2 separate regions of the Gossypium hirsutum genome follow, and region 1 is linked to region 2. The links are chromatin contacts, called in public Hi-C maps. All regions are on one chromosome and are shown on one strand. The core of a region is the stretch at or near the end of the contact, and the rest is flanking DNA. Distances in the headings are between cores, read along the strand shown. Region 1 overlaps LOC107909019 (a long non-coding RNA gene). Region 2 overlaps LOC107909022 (a long non-coding RNA gene).

Region 1 (4,816 bases), core at 1,782-4,281, 83 kb after region 2:
TGACCGATGAAGAAGCATTGCTTGCTTTTCAAAAGGGATTGAAGCCGTGGGTCAGACAGGAGGTGGAACAAAGAGGTGTCCAAAAGCTGTCGGAAGCCATTACGGTAGTTGAGTCCGTGGGCAAGCTTGGTCTAGGGAAAGACAAGCTTGGGTCTTCCAAGTCCGAGGAAAGGGGCGTATGTGAAATGAATCACAAGGAAGACATTGTTGATGGCAATGGCAACGGCGATAATAGTGGTAAGGGGAAACCATGAGTTGGGAAGAAGAAACCCAAGAGGAAAAGGGACAAGCTGAAATGCTTTCTTTGCGATGGTCCACATATGTTAAAGAAATGTCCGAAGAAATCCGCGCTTAAGGAGAAGCCGGTGGGTAAGGCCTTGGTACTTGGTTCGAGCGCAAGGGGTGTCGAAGCCAAAAAGGCCGAAAGCGAGAAGAAGCCAGTGGAGTGCTTCTTGTGTCATGGTCCGCATAGGTTGCGGAAGTGTCTGAAGAAGTCTGTCATCGAGGGGAACGATGGAGCAGACAATGAACCCAAGAAGCTTGGTTCGAGCAAAGGAAAAGCCGAAGCCAAGAGGGCAAAGAGGAGCAAAAAGAAGCGAGTTAAGTGCTTCTTGTACCGTGGTCCGCATGAGTTGCGGAACTGTCCAAAGCAAGCCGGAGTCAAAAGAAAGGCAATGTTTGAGCTTGGTGAGTCGTCAGAGGGGCTTCCACCCAAGGAAGAGGTGAGTTTGTCATCGAACTTAGTGGAGAAAGTTGCGATGAAAACAGTGAAGCTGGGATCAATGAGGCTCAAGTTAAGTGAAGCATCAGAGTTAGCTGAGTCATCGACAAGGCTTCCACCTGTGGGAAAGGTAGGTGGTGCATCAGACTTCAAAGGAAAAGAGGCGATGCATGTGGGACAGTTGACCAGAGTAAATGCGACGAGTAGGACGGCTCGAGTTAAGAAGCGACAGAAGTCGAGGCAAAAATCCCGAAGAAAGGGAAAGGCTAAGGCGTCGAGACGAGACCGAGGCGAATCAAGTCAGTGCCATTCAGAAGTCGCAACGAGGGCGTTGCGAGAATGGGTGGGGGAGAATGTCACGGGCTGCAGTTCAAAGCCCGTGACTAGCGCACCAAATGCATCCAATGGAGGTCTGTTGCTCAGATGGGGATCATTTGGCCTACGAGAACTGGCCCGATTCAAAGAGCTGTTGGACAGGCCTGTCACATTGAAGCCTGATGGGCCTGATAATAAAGATAGGACTATGTAGTCTTAGAAGTTCTAATTGTACACAGCTTCTAATTCTGTAAACTTAGAGTCCTAATTGAATACAGCTTTTAATTGTAGCCATCGGTTTTGGGGGAGCTCAACTATAAATAGAGAGCCTCCCCCTCATTTGTACTCACTCCTGAATTGTTTCATTATTCTTTGTGAATAAGAATTGAGAGCATTTACTCAAACTTTTCTCTCAAGCGTTCTTGCTTTTGTTCATCTTTCAAAGATCGTTCTTATTTCGTTCTTCCGCTGTTCTTCGTGGAAACTTTAAGGGAATTTTGTTGAATCCTTTATTGTTGCGAGTTGAGCTGACTTAGGCGTTTTTACGGTTGAATCCTTTATCAAGGGAAGTTAGGCTGACTTAGGCGTTTTTAAGCCAAGAAACTGCCTAAGGCCGCACGGATGTGTGGGAAAACTCCAAGTCCGTGACATATGCGTGTGGAAATTACATATTTAAACAGATGTGTGTTTAAAACAACATATAATAAATAATAAAATGTATAGTTTGAAACTAATAAAGTGTGTATAATAAAATTAAATGTATAAATAAATAAAAATAAAACCATGGTAAATTGAAGGTTTTCCTAATGTAATTACTATGGGTTTAAATCCCACTATATGTATATTTTTATTTTTTAAAACTAAAATATTAAAATATCCTCGAATAATATAACTTCTCAATTGACTCGTGACACTAACTTAATTAGGGATTTTATTAATAATAAGTAATTACAGATATACAATTGACAAAGATAATAAAGTGTGCATAATAAAATTAAAATTAGCTTTAGTTAGATGGTAAATTTAAGGTTTTACCAATGTAACTGGTGTCGGTTCAAACCCAACCATATGAATCTTTGTTATTATTTTTAAATTAAAAAGACTAAAATACCCTTAAATAATATAACTTATTTTAAATACAAAATGACATTTTTTTTTGTAATTTCCTTAACCAAGTTAGTGCTTAGTTGTCTTGTGATACCAACTCAATCAATGATTTTTTTTAATTAGTATAGATATATCATATTTGTTGATTGAGCCTTAGCTTAGCTGGTGTTATTGCTATTGCAGAACTAGACGGACGTGAGGTCAAACACACTCAAGCACGTTTTTCCTCTTATTTAAGAGTTGAAGAGGAATTATGAGTAGACGTATTTAAGATCTACTTGCTTGGTATAAAAGAAAGGCTATATTTCCTAATTGGTCACCCAACTTTAAGAGTTATTTTTGACAAAGAGAGTTGGAAGCAAGGAGCAAAGGAAAAAGAAAAAGAATGGTGGAAGCAAGGGTGACTTGGAGGGAAAAAATAGGTTGATGAAGAAGATGATGAACACTAACAGGGAGTTAAAAAGGTCAAAATTAATGACATGTCATGCACAATCATTCCTTAACATTGGGCGATCAAAACGATAAATTATTATAATGACAGTGATTAGATTGCAAACTTTTTTATTTGAATGGCATGAAAACACCCAAAAGAAAATAAGAAAACTAGAAATTATTACCAAATTGAACCCAAGGAAATAAAAAGGACCATGACAAATAGGCCTGACCCATAACCTTTAATCTAAACCAGTGGGGACCCTTCACTCAACTTTCTGCCATTTTCTCATATGTATACATGCATGAATTAGGTCCCCATATCTATATAATATAGTTGCTTAATTCCTTATAGATTAGGTGCCATGTTTTAAAAAGGTTACTAGGTGACTGACGACTGACCATCAAGCAAGCAAGCATCACAAAAGCAAAAAATTGCTCAAATTGAAGGCAATTTTGGGCAGTCATTTTCAGATATACCAAATGGGCTGGCTCTTTGGGTTTTTGTCAAGTCAAACACCCCTTTAATAATTGAGCTACTTTGTCTACAAAGTTACAAACCTACCTTCTTTTTATTATTATTATTCTGTAATTGGAAGTTGGAAACACATGGGACAATGCATGATAGGCATTTCCTTCCTTAGATTTTTCCCCAACTCCTCCCAAAAAAAGCTTGAGAATATATACATGTATGAGCTTGCTTCAATTGCAATAATTTGTTGCCTTAATCCAATCACTACTTAAACCTTGCACCTAATGCCTAGTTGTCATCATCAACAATTGGATTTTTTTTTCTAGAGGACATAGAAAAAATACCACAAATACAAAAGGAAAAGCATTCAAATCTAGTTTATTATTTGAAAATTACTTACTTATTCTTCTATGAAAAATCAACAAACTTCTAAGATTTATTTATTAAGGTTGTGTTTGGATACTAAAGAGTAATTCGATAAAAGCGTTTAGTTGAGAAATTGTAATTACATTGTAATTCTCTGTGTCGTATTTGGTGGTACAAATTATAATTCTTTAGTTACATAATTTAACATTTTTTAAAATATTAACTATTATAGAAATTATCAATAATACTTGAGAAAAAAAATTTCTAAACAAGTAAAAAAAATCAAATCAGTATATATAAAATGTCAATTCAGACGATTACTAATAAAAATAGCAAGAAAAATAAACATCATATCTAATTTTATTTAATTGCTCTCCCTCTATAACATTTAACATATAGCCATTATCATCATATGTTGGTCCTTGACCAATTTGTTCATCCTATGAATCATAATATGAATATATATCATTCAATTTATTAGGATCTTCTTTTCAATTTACTCTTTAAAATATGGATCATTCCAATCTCACTTACGAATTAAGTTATGAAGTAAGCAACATACTAGCATCATCTAACCTTGTTTTTTAAACTATATTGAGGTGGTAATGTTAATATGGGAATTTTTTTTGAATAAAAATATCTTATCAACCATATTTCGTAACTTTGAATACCATAATTTAAAGAGTTCGCAATTTCTCTTTAATGTTTGTATCTGGATACATTCTCTCAAATGGTATTGTATCCCACAATATGGTACAAGAAAATTTTTTGAATTGCATAACTAACATCGCTACATAATATTTTCATACAAAAATAGCATGTAACAATTTAAATAATTTACAAGAAAAATAAAATTAAATAACAACAACGTGATGGTGATAATATTAATGGATTATTAGATCCAATTTTTAATCTATTTTGAGATCTCTCCCAAACCACATTTTTTATAGCAGTTTAGAAGTTGAGATGCAAACTAACTAATTTAAAATTAACTTATGTTAGGGTCCAATAGCAACTCAATTTTATAACTATTTTGATAATATTTTGATTACTATTATTCCATACAAATTAAATCAAAATTAATATAAATTTTATAAACATTGGTTTATAAAGTGCTGCATAGTTTTTATAACACTTATTTTAAGATGTTAAAATACATGTCAAAGAATAATATAGAATTTGTTCTGACAAGATTACAAATTCTTAACAAAACCCTAGAAGCCAAGAGTGTTATCCCTAGTATCCTAGTAAAAACAGTGGCTGCTGTGGCTTGGGATGATGGAAAGTGGTGGCAACGACGGGTTTGGGGGCGATGAGGTCTCCTTGCTGGCAGAGGAACTAATACAATTATCGGTTAAAAGTTCAGTGGTGGAACCAAACGAGAAACCAACTCTAATTTGCAC
Region 2 (4,193 bases), core at 377-2,876:
AAAATCTGAGATACCTTCTTATGGTGGCAGTTACTTGCATGGTGCAGTAGTATTTTCATTCGATATTTGTGGTTCTGAGTTATACATAGCTGCCTGCATTTTCATAGACAATTTGAACATACTTTATATGAGTCATATTTGCAAAATGACATCCTAACTTGAATGTGGTATTTGGCAGCTTGAAATCCAGCAAAACATCAGCATTTATTTCGTGGGCACATGATGATAAGAAACCTCTTTCAAAGTTGGGAAGCAGAGTTTTGTATAAACATGGAGAATTGAGATCAGTATGGGTTATGTTTAAGAAAGTTCTAGTCTTGTATTCAGCATTATATGTACATTTATCTGAAGTTTTTCACAGCTTTGTTTATCAATGACAGCTTACTCTTACTCTTTTCATACATTCTTTGGTCCCTGCCCAATCCTCTTTCATCCCAACTCTATGCAGTTTTGTATTGGAAGAGATCAGTAAGTAGAATCAATGAAGAAATGTCATAGAAGTTCAGTTTACTTAGCTATGATGTTCTCAAGAATACGATCTTTTTATGGACCTTCCAAACAAAGAAAAAGTAAATGACTATGTTATAGATATGCTGTGATGTGACTGTTGTTTCAACTAGGGAGTAAAGTGTATGTTGTTTCCTCTCATTTCCCCTTTGCCCCTTCCTCCCACCCCTATCTTCTCCATTTTCCCTTCCTTTCTTTCCTTCTTCATCACCAGAGTTCTTACCGCCTCTTATGTTGGTTCTCGATTCTTCCTCAATGGAAGATCTTATTGAGGCACTTTACCTCTTCCTTGGATGTGATTGTTTTTCTTCCTTTCTATAATTGACACCCTGTGATGATTTTTCAGGTTTGCTTGGTCTGTTGTGAGACTCAAAGCCCTATGTTGGATCTTCAGTTTGAAGGTTGATGACATATCGTGTTGGCTTTGATATCACAAAAACCTCGCCGTCGGCAGGTCTCCTTCGTCCCTTCTCATTTGGTATAACCTGGCTTTTGGTTAGCAGGTGCATATCGAATTTCTTTGACGTGTTTAGCTCAGGGCTTTTGTTTTTTTCTTGTTTTTGGAGTCGTATGACCTTTCTTTTTTAATAATATTCACACTAATGAAAATTCGGGGAAGAAAACAATTGCGGAAAGCAAGTTATATATGGTCTCTTCTACATTAAAAAAATAAGTAAATTAATCTTTGTACATTAGATCGAAAAATAAATTAAATTTTTTTGTTAAAATTTTTTTCTCTTTGTACTATTAAAAACTAGCTTAGTTGATAGAATAATTAGACTGTATATTTTATAAAAATTAATTTTTAATAATAAAAATAGATAAAATTTTTAATAGAATGATTAATTTATTTTTTATTTTAACGTATAAAATTTAATTTATTTATTCTTTTAATAAAAAAATTAAAATGTATTTTGACTTCTATTATAACAACTTCCATAATACATTGATATTAACATAGACATAATCCCAGTCCAAGTTGTTGGATTGGAGACTTGAAGCAGCTTCACTGCCACCAGACCGAGCCTTGCAAATGGGCTCTGTTTACTTATGGGTGTTTACTAGCTATTGTTTTGGAAAGAGAGAGAGATGGGAAAAATAGCTATAATCAAGTTGAACGTTTACGTTCTCCAATGAGCAATACGATGTCTTTGGTCCCCGACTGTGGAACTTATGCCACAGGCATATTACGTTGGTATTATTTTTTTCGAAACAATTTATATAGTCATGTTATGTTTTTCATATCATTATCTTATTTCTACAATCCTAGAGCTATCTAAACACACATAGAAGAACCAATGAAAAGTTACCTTGGGTCGAGAGGGTAAAACCAGAGAATATAAAAGTGTAGGGTTTTGTTTGAGAGAATATCCTTCCCCACACACCACACTCAACACAGTGTGGCCAAATGATTTTGAGGCCATTGTTGTTGGTGTCAACATGCCATTGGTGTTCACATAAGCAATAATAATCCAATCTGCTATGTGCCATGCATCTTGATATGATCGATATGTGCTGCCAAATGTCATTAGTCCTTTTCATAAATGCCTCCAAAAACAGGTGGGAGCTGGGCTCCTCCAGCTTTTTAATATGTTCATTTTTGTGGCTTAAACTATGTTTCCTAGTCCATCGACCACTTATTTCATATATCCCCATTATCATCATTATTATGTATATATATATTTGCATAATGATTTATTTACTCTCTACTTTTATCAAAAAGTTATTTTAATTTTTATTTAATTTTTTATTTTCTTTAATTGTTTATCAAAATGGTCTAAAATAAATAGAAAAATTAATGTCTATCTATTTTGTTGATGTAACATTCACGTGAATTGTCACATAGACATCATGTTAACAATTAATTATTTTTAAATGTTAAATATTTAAAAAATTAAAAAAGTATAAAAATTATCAGTAAATATTTCTTAATTTTTTTAAAAAATAATTGATTGCTAACGTGACATACACGCAAATTGTTATGTGGATGTCACATCAACAAAGTTAACAGATGTTTAACTTTTCAATCTATTTGAAGATGATTTAACAAACAATATAAATTTAAGGGTGAGATTAAAAATTAAATAGACACCTAAAATGATTTTTCTTTTAAAAAAATTTTGAAAGGCCAAAGAAGCCATCATGCTTGTAATTCTTATGTTAGTTGTGTAAACTACATATAACACAGATTTTAAATATGTTAAAATTAGAGATTGAAAAAACAATACTATAAATGTGTCATGCTATTTATATTTATTTGTATAAGATGGTAAAATCCTAAATAAAAAGAGAGAACATATAAATAATAAATTAAAATTTTGAAAAGAGGAATAGTAAGGAATCCCCTATGCTACACAAATTAACAAAATTTATGTCACTGAAGTGGGACTTAACTAGGAGAAATAATAAATTTTCTAACATTTAAAAATAAAATGTATTGCACATTTTCAAGTAATGCACTGTGAATATATAATACATCAAATTTTAAGATCTTTTGGCCTATTATCACATTGTTAATTGTTTTATATATTTAAAAATATAACCATTTCCATCATTTGATAGTAATTTTTTTTTAAATTATTTTTTATGAAAGAAAATCTTAAATTTAAAATATTTTCCAAAAATATTATAGTTATTTTTTATTATCTATAATTATCTTAACTGAATTTTAATTAATTTATAAATAAATAGATACACAATAAAAAAAACATAGATATATGTATTGATATCAAAATTCATAATGAAAGTTTAACATTTTTCAAACAAATAGTTTATATTGAAGGTAGGGGGTGAAACTAGAAAATTTAAAATTTTTTTAAGGAGTTAAATGAAAAATTTTTCATTTTAGGGAGGTCGGGTCCTATCAGCCTTAGTTTCTCCCTTGATTGAAGGTTCAATGAAACAATTTAAATATAATTTTTTTAACATAACATAAAATCACTAAGCAAAATGTTAGAATTAAAAAAAAAACCTCTTATCAAGAACATGTTAATTTTATAAAAATAAGGTTCCAAAATGTCAAATGAACATAACACAATCAAATGAAGAAAACATGCATGATAAATGAAAAATTAAAAGATATTAAGTATGAATCCAGAAATAGGAAGATATGATATATATATATAATGGTTAAATATAATGAATTAGTATAAGAAAAATTTTCATAGTATTAGAAGACATTATTATATGTTTAGCATCATAATATTTTATTGGTACTAATTTATTAAAAATTCATGTTTTAATTAAAAATATTGAAATTAATATCCTCAAAAAAAATTCAATATGCAATTTTTTTTATGAAAAAAAAAGAATTGCATATTGAATTTTTTTTATCGAAACTAATTTTTAAAAAATATTTATTAGGAAAGAAGTCTTTTAATATATGAAATTAAATAAATAATTAGTAACAGATTAATATATAATACGTAATTAATGAGTATAAAAACTTAATTATCATAATGTTGTAATTTTGTAACCTCTAAAATTATCTTCTAATTTTGTACTAATATTAAAAAAATACGATCTTATTTGCTCTTTTTGAGACAATACCTAAAACTACCAATAGTCACTCCCTAATCCATAAATAAGAGGATAATGTGCTTCAAACGCACTCAAACCCACGTCTTCCTGCATTGACAATAATATCCATGTCAATCGAGCTAAAACTCAATCAACAACACATTTCA

The links. A called contact is a pair of places that touch in the nucleus more often than the background predicts.
Region 1: a Hi-C map of leaf shows a contact between it and region 2, with 2.7 times the contacts expected there. The contact joins two enhancer-like sites. A contact is called at or near these places in 5 of 34 Hi-C or Micro-C datasets (all in leaf).

The regions. Positions count from the first base shown.
Region 1 is chrD02:67,120,345-67,125,160 of Gossypium_hirsutum_v2.1, forward strand. LOC107909019 (a long non-coding RNA gene) reads right to left here. Exons shown (of 6, transcript XR_005910549.1): 6 at 4,163-4,751. Among protein-coding and RNA genes, the nearest start is that of LOC107909019, 7.8 kb to the right of the region's middle. Within about 2 kb of position 3,032, at least 5 of the 9 cell types and tissues checked have an H3K27ac peak or open chromatin away from gene starts, as enhancers often do. A contact at or near this core is called in leaf, where this site is marked.
Region 2 is chrD02:67,038,840-67,043,032 of Gossypium_hirsutum_v2.1, forward strand. LOC107909022 (a long non-coding RNA gene) reads left to right here. Exons shown (of 6, transcript XR_005910547.1): 6 at 179-397. Among protein-coding and RNA genes, the nearest start is that of LOC107909022, 11 kb to the left of the region's middle. Within about 2 kb of position 1,627, at least 9 of the 9 cell types and tissues checked have an H3K27ac peak or open chromatin away from gene starts, as enhancers often do. A contact at or near this core is called in leaf, where this site is marked.